Regions from separate parts of the Sus scrofa genome. Here all the other regions are linked to region 3. Evidence: chromatin contacts called from public Hi-C and HiChIP or PLAC-seq data. All regions are on one chromosome and are shown on one strand. Each heading gives the region's core, a stretch centred on a gene start, on an enhancer-like site or on the middle of the called end of the contact. The rest is flanking DNA. Distances are from core to core; before and after follow the strand shown. Region 1 holds the start of TUFM (elongation factor Tu, mitochondrial). Region 2 holds the start of ATP2A1 (ATPase sarcoplasmic/endoplasmic reticulum Ca2+ transporting 1). Region 3 holds the start of RABEP2 (rab GTPase-binding effector protein 2).

Region 1 (3,371 bases), core at 697-3,196, 62 kb after region 3:
GGGCCACAACTGCAGCATATGAAAGTTCCCAGGCTAGGGGTTGAATCAGAGCTGCAACTGCTGGCCTACACCACAGCCATGGCAACACTGGATCCTTAACCCACTGAGTGAAGGCCAGAGCTCAAACTTGCATCCTCATGGATACTAGTCGGGTTCTTTTGGGAACTCCTAATTGATTCATTTTTTTAAGCTATTTGCCATACCAGTCTTTCCTTCAAACTAATACACATTAAAATAAACATGGCGCTGGAATTCCCGTCATGGCTCAGTGGAAACGTATCTGACTAGCATCCATGAGGATGCAGGTTCGATCACTGGCCTTGCTCAGTGGGTTCAGGATCCAGCGTTGTCGTGAGCTGTGGTGTAGGTTGAAGATGTGGTTCAGATCCTGCGTTGTAGACCGGCAGCTGCAGCTCCAGTTCAATCCCTAGCCTGGGAACCTCCATGTGCCGTGAGTGCGGCCCTAAAAACACAATATTAAAATTAAAAACAACAACAACATAGCACTAGAATAGAAAGCATTAGTTCAAGTACCATTCCTAAAAATCTCACATCCTGGTAGTGGCCAACAGTGTCTTAGGATAAATTCCCAGGAGCATAGTGACTGAGGTACGGGCTGGGAACCCTTTTAATACTGTACCAGCCCTTCTTAAGGAGAGCTGATGGGTTTGGAAGGACAGGAGGACAAACATCTTGGCATGTTTCTCATTGTAAAAATGACAGTTAAATTACAGAATAGTACATTGGCTAAGTGCACACTTTCTTGGAGTTTAGTTCGGCTGGGTTCCTCAATCATCCTGATGCCAGTTTTCTCACTGGTAAAACAGAGGAAATAATATTCCCACAGAATAACATTTGGCACTTTGAATGTGAACCAATATGAAGCATTTTCACAGTGCCTGATCCATAAAAAAGCTCTAGATCTGAATTTTCCAACCTCCCCTAAGCCTAAGAAGGGTGTATATATGTATTATGAATAAATATAGCTTTCTTGTCTGTGCCCAGACACTACTGAATCATAATCTCCAAGGAGGAATTAAGGAATCTATTTGAAACAGACACCGTAAATTGAGTCTTGGGATCTGATGAGTTTCAGAAACATTAATCAAGGTTAAGCAGCTGCTATTATCCTTGCAAGGTGATGAGATGATGGATGTGAAAGTTAAAGGTCATTTGCTATCCTTGCACTCATTCATTCAGTCAACAGACATTTATTGAGCACTCACTGAGTGCCCCGCCCAGTGGTAGGTGCCAGGGACACAGCCGGAACAAGACAGGCTCAGGCTGCCCTCAAAGGCACCAGAGGCTGGTCCCTTACCTGGTCATCTATAAAACTGGGTGGCTGGGGGGGACGACGATCAAGGGAATTACTCCCTGGGCTGCTGAGAGGCAACAGGGGTGGACGGCAAACTGTCTCCGCAGGCTGCGAGCCAGGAGCGAGGGTCAAAGACCGTGGGACCTGGAGCCTTCTGGACCCCGTTCCCGCCTCCTACCTAGCTCCCTTCCTTTCAGACCCAGACGCCAGGATCTGTCCATGAAGCAGATACTACTACTTCCATTTTATAGATGAGAAAACAAAGAGTCAGCGGAGAGAAGGATCACACTAGAGCCCCAACCCCGAAAGACTCCCAGGATCGTCTTCCCCCTCAGAGTTGCAGGGCCTGGTCCTACCTCCAGCTGCGAGATCTGGCCACCAGATGAGTCGCCAGACACGCGCAGTGGGTGGGACTCCACGGGGTTCGGGGCCAGGACGTTCCTGGGTCAGCCACATCCGGGCCGCCGCCTCTGCCTCAAAGAGGGTCGAGACCGTCCTTACGTACCCAGCCTCGGTCTCCCTAACTCTCACGCTAAGTGCCCGCACAGCCTGTCGCCCTGGGAACTACAACTCCCATGAGCCTCCGGGGCGCAGGTGTGCTTTGCGGCGCTCATCGCCCCCCGGCGCCACCAGAGAGAACTGCGTGGCCCCTGAACCCGCGAAGGCCAGGGGCGTCTGGGAAACTTTCTTCATCCTTCCCCACCCCAGAGGCACCAGCGTCTTCCTGGACGTCTTCGGTCCCGAGCCCGGAAGTTGACAGGGAGGGTCATAGAGACTCGGGGCTAGAAGTGCCCAAACTTGCCCTCTCGGCCCTCACTTCCGCCGGAAGCCGCTTCCAGCCTCAATTGCCCTTTGCTTGGTGCACGCGCCGGGGTCCGTGCGCCGTACCCACTGTTCCCGGCGCTCGTAAGACCACAATGGCGGCCGCCACCCTGCTGCGCGCGACGCCCCTCTTCAGCGGTGAGGGGGCGGGGAGGGCGATGGCGGCCCGGGAGTACACGGGGATCGTCGGGAGCGGCCAGGCTCAGACCCGCGCCCTGACGCCAAGCTTCTGCCCCGGCAGGTCTCGGCGCTGGCCCAACATCACTGTTGCAGGGTCTGTTGCGGCCGCTGAAGGCCCCGGCACTGCCCCTCTTGTGCCGCGGCCTGGCCGTGGAGGCCAAGAAGACCTATGTGCGCGACAAGCCCCATGTGAACGTGGGTACCATCGGCCATGTGGACCACGGCAAGACCACACTGACCGCAGCCATCACGAAAAGTAAGCGGATTTGGGGCGGGGGGGTCGGGCATTCGGCAGCGCCCGCTCTGCAGGCGGGACGTGGCGCCGGGGAGGTGGGGCCCGCCGGAACGCTGCTGGAGGTGTTTAGCATGGGCCCCAGGAGCCTCACCTTGGGTGGGCGGTAGATTGCAAGACTGGGGAGACAAGACTTCCCGTCGAAATGAAGAACTTTGTGATGCATAAATGGGGGGACCCCGAATAGCCTCCCTCCAGCCCGGAGGAGTGCCCCGTAAAGCAGAAGCGTTACCTTAGAGACGTCCCAGGGCTGACCCTTGACGCCCTAAAAGGTGAAGTTATTTCCGTTCCAGGAGTCGAAGACGAAGGTCTTGGAAGCTTGCTTTCTCCCAGGCTGTCTCCCGTTTGGGTGGGAGGGGCCCAGAGGTGTGGTCTGAGCCCTGCCTCTCCCTCCAGATCAGATCCTTAGCTGAGAGGTGTGCTCTCCTCCCGTTAGTTTTAGCCGAGGGAGGCGGGGCCAAGTTTAAGAAGTACGAGGAGATCGACAACGCCCCAGAGGAGCGAGCCCGAGGGATCACCATCAATGCGGCCCACGTGGAGTACAGCACTGCCAACCGCCACTATGCCCACACAGACTGCCCCGGTCACGCAGATTACGTTAAGGTGAGAGAGCTGCTGGGGGCAGGCCCTGGAACTGCTCCCCCGCGCACCCCCCCCCCCATCGGGAACAATGTTAGGCTTGTGGGGAGGAGGTTAAGAGAGCCAAGATGTGTGGGTTTGAGATCATGGATTTGGGGGCCTGGCCAGTGGAGGTGGCAGGGG
Region 2 (3,462 bases), core at 109-2,608, 38 kb after region 3:
CCGAGACCTCGGAGCCCTTGAAGCTCCGGGGGCGGCTTAGCTTCAATGTTTTGGCTGAGAACACCCTAAAGCTTAAAATAAAACCTGCCTGTGGGGTGTGGGGGAGGACAGAGGAATATGCAAATCAGCGTCACCCCACCTCTCTCGGTTCTGGTCTGGAGAATAGGATGCTGAAGGCTCGGACTAGAGGAACCCATGATTTGGAGCCGGTCGCCAGCAGACTCTCCAGATCCCCCCAACCCACAGCCCCAGCCAGCCCCCAGAGGCCCTCCCACACTTACAAAGGAAATGCAGGCGGCCAGGAGAAGGATCCGCACTAGGAGGTCTTCAAACTGCTCTATCACCAGCTCCCACAGGGACTTCCCTGGGGGAAGAAGCAAGGGGAGGGAGCCCTCGGGGTTAAGGTCTAACAGATGACCGGCTGGGACTCTGGGTGCAGGCTGGGATCCAGCCTGGAGCAGAAAGGGTCTGTGGTGATGGGCAGGCCATTTGATGCTGAGAAAAGGGCTGAGGGAACAGGCCAGGAGTCCAAAAACAGGCTCCTCCAAGGAGTGGGCAGTTGTTCAAGGGCTGGATGCCTCAAGGAGAAAGTGCCCGGAAACTTCTGCCCCGGGCCAGGCTCTAACCTTTGGGGAGGAACATTTGTCCCAGGAGTCAGAAGGAGAGGGCAGGAAGAAGGGAGTGGGGCACAGAGGGGAAGAGGTGGAACTTACCTTCCTCAGCAGGGAGCTCTGCCCAGAGAGAAAGAAGAAAAGGACACATTCATTTGGCATTCAGTGCAATGCCGCCCGCACCCAGGACTTTGTGGCTAAGGTAAGAGAATCAGGCCACCAAAAGGGCAGCTGAGGTTCACCAAGGTTATCCATAGAACTTCTCCAATCTCTGGGTCTCAGGGACCCTGTTTTCTCAGTATCCTCCCCTCCCCTGCAGTCATTGGTCCATGACCTGTCTCCTCCCTAGGATCCCCTGGAGCGCAAGGCCCTGGTGTGTGAGTGTGAGTCCATGTGTGTGTTGTGCAGATGCGGGAGGGCACGACCGGCCTCTCCTGCAAGGGACACTTACCATTGTGGCCGTATTTCTCCAGATGCCGCTTAACTTGGTCCGGGGTGAGGCCTGTGGTCTCGCTCACCCCAAAATAGGCCAAACATTCTTCTGTGGTCTTGGAGTGTGCAGCCTCCATGGTGCTCCCTTCCTGGGGGCCAGGGGGCGGTCTGTTCCTTCTGGGGGGGTTTCCTCACGCGTGGGGGGCCTTCCTCAGTGTGTCCACCTGCCTGTCCGTCTGGGTTTCTTCCTCTCTCTCTCCTACCCCCCCCAGCTTATTCTTCCCTCCACGAAGCTCTGACCCCAGTCCCACTTGCAGCAGCCGGCCACCCCCCCCAGCCCCCAGCTGGTCCTTATGAGGGAGTGGGGGGGGCAGGCTCCCCCCTCCCCCAGATCAGGGATTGGCTGGCTGAGACTCCAGCAGGAGGGGTCAGAAGAGAGAGATATTTCTGCTGACAGAGGGGGAACAGTGGGGCTGCAGCCTGAGATGTCACTCATGAGGGAAGCTAAGGTGGCCCCAGCCCCAGGGAAGGGGGGGGGTAGGGAGAGACTTCGCTTTCTGTCTTCAGGGGTGAGCCCTCCTGAAATTGCCTCGACTTCTTCAGCTGCACTGAACTTCCTATTCCAACCTCCCCCTCTCCCCTTCTTAAGGCCACGTCTCCTCTCAGGCCTTCATCTCTCATTTTCCTGCGCTCCCTCCTTCAACCCCCCACCCCCACCCCGCTGCCTCATCCTCTCTGAACCTGTTCCTACAGCCACAGTCTCCTCCTTCCTTAGTTTGTGGAAAAGGCAGCAGAGATACTCCAACCCTCCAGGACTTGAAAAGAGGGAGAACATCCTTTGGGGGTGAGAGGAAGTGGCTCTAGAGGGACCAGGGGAAGGAAGGAGGGGAGAGGGTCAGGGGACAGGGCAGAAGATGGTAACCCTACCCTAGGGAGGGCTTGCTGCAGCCATCAACAAGGGATTTAGTGTCCAGGCCCTGGTGACCAAAGCCAGGACGGCCTGTCTCTCCCCCAACCCCCCCCCCACGCCCCATTGCTCTAAGTCAGCCTCTGGGAACGGAGCCTTTGGGCCCCCCCATCCCTGACAGGGAATCCCCCCCCTACCAAGAAAATGGGATACCCAGACAGCCGGGTAATCCAAGAGCCTACAGAATGTGCTGATGGCAGAGGGGGAGGGATCAATGTTTCCGAATGGGGGCAGGGGTCACCCTAAGTCACAGAATGAGGGTCACCTCATCCCACCCCAGGCAGTCTTTGAAATGCGGGGTTTACGTGGCAGACCCCAGGTGGCGTAGCTGTGCTAGCAGACAGCGAGCGAGGACCAGCGCTGCATGCTCAGGTGCTGGGCACACCCCGTGGGCAGAGGCCGGAGGAAAGGGGCATCATGGCAAGGGGCCCCTGGGGGAGGGGGTAAAGCAGAGGCTCCAGACTAGAGGAATGGCCGGCAGGCAGATTGATGGGGACAGGTCTAGGGGAAATAAGGACAGACAGAGCAGGGGGCAGAGAGACGGGGCCGCGAGGGTCAGAGGGAAGTCTGAGGAGCGGTGGGGAAAAGGGACGGCAGGGAGCTGGCATGTGGCAGCCAGGTGGGTGGGGGCCCAGGGCTGGGTGCAAAGCCACAAGTTGTTGCTGAACGGCTGGCCTGGGTATCAGCTTCCTCGGAGAAGCAGCTGCTCTAACGCCAGCCCCACCCCCACCTCTGCTCCAGCAGCATCGGGGCATCTTTTGGTTTGCAACGAGGGCAGCTGCGGCAGGAGCAGGAGCACACGGAGGGTAGCACGGGGTGTGGGCAGGGGAGGAGGAGGGCAGAGAGAGGAGAAAGGGTCAGGGAGAGAATGGGAAGAGGTGAGGGGAAGCAGCGGCCTCGGGGCCCTGCCCTCAAGTCCTTCCTTGGTCTAGGCTTTGGTTTCCTGAAATGAACAGGGAGGCGGATGGACCGCGGGGTTCTCAAGGCTGCTTCTCTGTCTGGTGCTCAGGCTCCTAAGTAGGCAATGGCCTAGGAGACAGCGGGGCAAAGGAAAAGGAAGCCCCGCTTTTTTTGGGGGGGGGGACGGTGACTGAGCCAGCAGGATGGATGGCACTGAAGGACTCAGCCCCCCCCCACCATAGCCATCCTTTCTTCTGCCTGGATGGGGGGGTGGCGGCCTCTGGGGTGAGTTGAGGACACGGTGCTCCTCCCCCACTCCTTTTTGTGGTTCCAACAACCCCCTCCCTGAAGCCGAGTCCTGCGGTGACTGTGACCAGGGTGGGGGCTCAGACAATGGGGTGGGCGTGTTGGGGTCACATCCACAGAAACTCCACCTGGCCAGGCACCCACCTTCTCAGGCCAGAGTCAGGCTCAGCATCTGCCAAGCCTCCTGTGGGTGCTGGCTGGCTTCTCCCCACCACCACCTGGAGGAGTGACAGGGGCACTGTCTTA
Region 3 (3,271 bases), core at 104-2,603:
TTATTCTGAGGGCAAGAAGCTCTAGGGGATTTGTAAGCCATCAATAGACATGGGCAGATTTGCATTTTCTAAAATCTCCCCCCCCCCCCGCCCCCCGGAGTTCCTGTCATGGCTCAGCGGAAATTAATCTGACTAGTATCCATGAGGATGAAGGTTTGATCCCTGGCCTTGCTCAGTGGGTTAAGGATCCTGCTGTGGTGTAGGTCACAGATGTGGCTTGGATCCCCCATTGCTGTGACTGTGATGGCTACAGCTCCAATTTGACCCCTAGCCTGGGAAACTGCATATGCCGTAGGTACGGCCCTAAATAGACAAAATAAAAATAGACAAAAAAAAAAATTTAAAAATATATAAAATAAAATCCCCCCTGGCTGCCATGTGGTGGGGAAGTAGGGGGGCTGGAGGGAGGCCAGAGAGATCAGTAAGGAAAGTGTTCATTCATTCATTCACCAAATGTTTACTACTGTTTATCTGCTGGGCACTCTGTGGGGTGCTGGGGAAATAATAGGGGACTAGAAAGCCAAGATTCCTAATCTCATGGAGCTTCCATTCAAACCCTGGGGCCACACAAGGCTAAAGGGGGACAGATAATAAACAAGTTAACCAACAATTTCAGGGGAGTTCCCGTTGTGGCTCAGTAGGTTACAAACCCCACTAGTATCCATGAGGATTCGAGTTCAATCCCTGGCCTTGTTCACTGGGTTAAAGGATCTGGCATTGCCGTGAGCTATAGGGTAGGTTGCAGACCCGGCTTGGATCCAGCATCGCTATGGCTATGGTGTAGGCTGGCAGCTGCAGCTCCGGTTCAACCCCTAGCCAAGGAATTTCCATATGCCACAGGTGTGGCTTTAAAAAGTAAGCAAACAATCAAGCAATTTCAGGTGATGAGAAATCTTTAATGTGATCAAATTGTGGACAGGTGATAGAGGTGGCTGCTTTAGAGAGGGTGGGCAGGGAAGGCTTCGTTGAGCAGGTGACTTCTGAGCCAAGGCCTGGGGTGGAGCAAAACTTGGTGTGTTCAAGTAAGCTCATGTTTAGTTTTTAAGATTCTGTCACACCCTTTTCTTCTCTCTCTCTTTTTTTTTTTTTTAGGGCCGCACCCATGGCATGTGGAGGTTCCCAGCCTAGGGGTCGAATCGGAGCTGTGGCCGCTGGCCTACGCCACAGCCACAGCCGCAGCCATGCAGGATCCGAGCCGTGTCTGCGACCTACACCACAGCTCACGGCAACACCGAGTCCTTAACCCACTGAGCAAGGCCAGGGTTTGAACCCGCAACCTCATGGTTCCTAGTCGGATTCATCTCTGCTGAGCCACAACGGGAACTCCCCATCATACCCTTTTCTACAGAGGCTATCTGATTTGACATCCCCATCAAGAATACATGAGAAACCCAGTTTCATCAATTCACCAGCATTTGGTATCATGCCTCTTAAAATGTTAGCCATCATGCTAGGTGTGCAAAGGAACTTTGCTCTTCCTAATGGCTAAGATGTTGAATGTCTTCTCAGGCACACATTTGCCATCTGCAACATCAGAGAAACGACTATTTGTGTACTGTGCCCATTTTCAAATTGGATTGAACCAGATTTTAAGCGGGGATGAGACGTGATCTGCTTTACAAAGATCACTCTAATTGCTTTGATAATTAACTAATGGGGCCGAAAGGGGACACAAGGGGAGCAGAGGCAGTGTGGAAGTTCAGGAGAGAGATGATGGGTACTGGGGTTGGGTGTTAGCGCTGGGGATGAAGACAAAGGAGTCCATTCTGGAATATTTAGTGCTTTGGAGGTACAGTTTACACGGCTTGCAGGAGGACACGAAAAACCGCCTGGTGTGTACTTAACAGAGGAAGAAACAGGTTTGGGAGAAGGGGAATCAAGGCTTGAGACGTAAGTCTGAGCTGCTTGTCACCAGCCAAGGAGAGATGTCGGGCCGGCTGTTGGAGGGAGAGGTCACATATATAATGAGAGCTTGACCCAGGGCAGTGGCCGAGAGAGGAAAGGAGGGATTTGAAAGGCACTGGGAGGGGAGGAGGATTAGCAGGAAGCGGTGACTGGCTGAATATCAAAGTGGGGGTGGGGACATGGAAGTTTCTGACTTCTACGACTGACAACGCGGGGACCCAGGCGCCCAGAAAAAGTGAAGACGATCCAGCAGCCCTGCCCCGAAGAACGCTCCACCAGAGCAGAGGTGCAGGAAGGTCCGACCACAATTGGCTGTAACGTGATCCAAGCTCCGGCGGAAGGGTGGCCAGGGACGGATCAAAGGGGCCGGTTCCCGAGCGCAGGAGAAACCACAGGAACTTCGCCCTCCTTAAGCCGAGGCCAGCGGGCGTTTCAGAGGAGGTGTAATTTAAGCCCAGCTTCCAAGGTCACGCGGAGACGCCACAAAGCCTTCGATGAAAGAACTTCTTCGGGGTTTGAAGGACAGGTGTCCTTCTTCAACAGCGCGGCTCAGGAAAGAGAGCGAGAAGGGGCGGGGCCTGGGCCGCTGTCCGGCTTCGGCTTCGACTCGGAAATCTTCGGCCGAGGCTCGCCATCCCCCCCCCAACTCCGGCCTCTGCCTCGAGCCCAGGACCGATCCGGAAACAGCCGAGCGGATCCGGAAACAGCCGAGAGGACCCGGAAGCTGTGAGCGCCGTCACCAGGCAGTGCGGGAACCCGCCGTTTGCGCTGAGGCGATGGCGGCAGCTGCGCCGGCGGCCGCGGGCGAGGATGGCCGGCGGCGACAGCCGGGGACCGGTACGTGAGGGTGCGTCCATGCACGCGAGGGGCGATGAGGCTAGAGGCGGGGCCGAGCTCCGCGCGGGTGGATGGGGGGGTGCTGAGGGGAGCCTGGAGAAAGGGGCGGGACCACGCCGCCAGGAAAGAGGTGGAGGGGGCGTGGCCTAGCGGCTCAAGGGGGAGGGCCAGTGGCAGGTTAGAGGTGGGGCCAAGAGGGGGAGGGGAGGGGCCAGGTGGACAGGGGGCGGAGCCTCTGGGAGAGAGCTCGGGGGTCGTGTCAGAGAAAAGGGGATTGGGTGAACCGAGGGAGGAAGAGGCGGGGTTCTAGACAACACGAGGCAGTGGTAGGTGAGAAGAAGGCGGGGCCAGGTGGGCGGGGCGGGGCTAGAGTGAAGGTGCCAGGGCCACGGCTGCAATAGTAAGTTGCAGGACTTGCAGATTTGGGATTGTTGGGGATCCGAGAGTGATGCGAAGGGAGGCTGATTCCTGTCCTCCACAGCGCTGGACCCGCAACTCCAAGAAGGGGCAAAGCTTGAGGCCGAGTCAG

Evidence for each region. Hi-C and Micro-C count contacts between places; a contact is called where the count stands out from the background. HiChIP or PLAC-seq counts read pairs in DNA pulled down with a chosen protein or histone mark.
Region 1: a contact with region 3 is called in an H3K27ac HiChIP or PLAC-seq map of skeletal muscle, with 2.5 times the contacts expected there. The contact joins the promoter of TUFM here to the promoter of RABEP2 in region 3. A contact is called at or near these places in 2 of 47 Hi-C or Micro-C datasets (liver and skeletal muscle) and 1 of 2 datasets of contacts at active chromatin or transcription factors (skeletal muscle).
Region 2: a Hi-C map of embryonic fibroblasts shows a contact between it and region 3, with 1.5 times the contacts expected there. The contact joins the promoter of ATP2A1 here to the promoter of RABEP2 in region 3. A contact is called at or near these places in 4 of 47 Hi-C or Micro-C datasets (blood, embryonic fibroblasts, liver and 1 more) and 1 of 2 datasets of contacts at active chromatin or transcription factors (skeletal muscle).

What each region holds. Positions count from the first base shown.
Region 1 is chr3:18,523,280-18,526,650 of Sscrofa11.1, reverse strand. It overlaps TUFM (elongation factor Tu, mitochondrial), which reads left to right and starts at 1,946. Exons shown (of 10, transcript XM_003124515.4): 1 at 1,946-2,275; 2 at 2,379-2,573; 3 at 3,046-3,212. The coding sequence starts at 2,233.
Region 2 is chr3:18,545,889-18,549,350 of Sscrofa11.1, reverse strand. ATP2A1 (ATPase sarcoplasmic/endoplasmic reticulum Ca2+ transporting 1) reads right to left here and starts at 1,358. Exons shown (of 23, transcript NM_001204393.1): 1 at 1,063-1,358; 2 at 714-731; 3 at 282-364. The coding sequence starts at 1,180.
Region 3 is chr3:18,584,341-18,587,611 of Sscrofa11.1, reverse strand. RABEP2 (rab GTPase-binding effector protein 2) reads left to right here and starts at 1,353. Exons shown (of 11, transcript XM_021088049.1): 1 at 1,353-2,742; 2 at 3,224-3,271. The coding sequence starts at 2,400.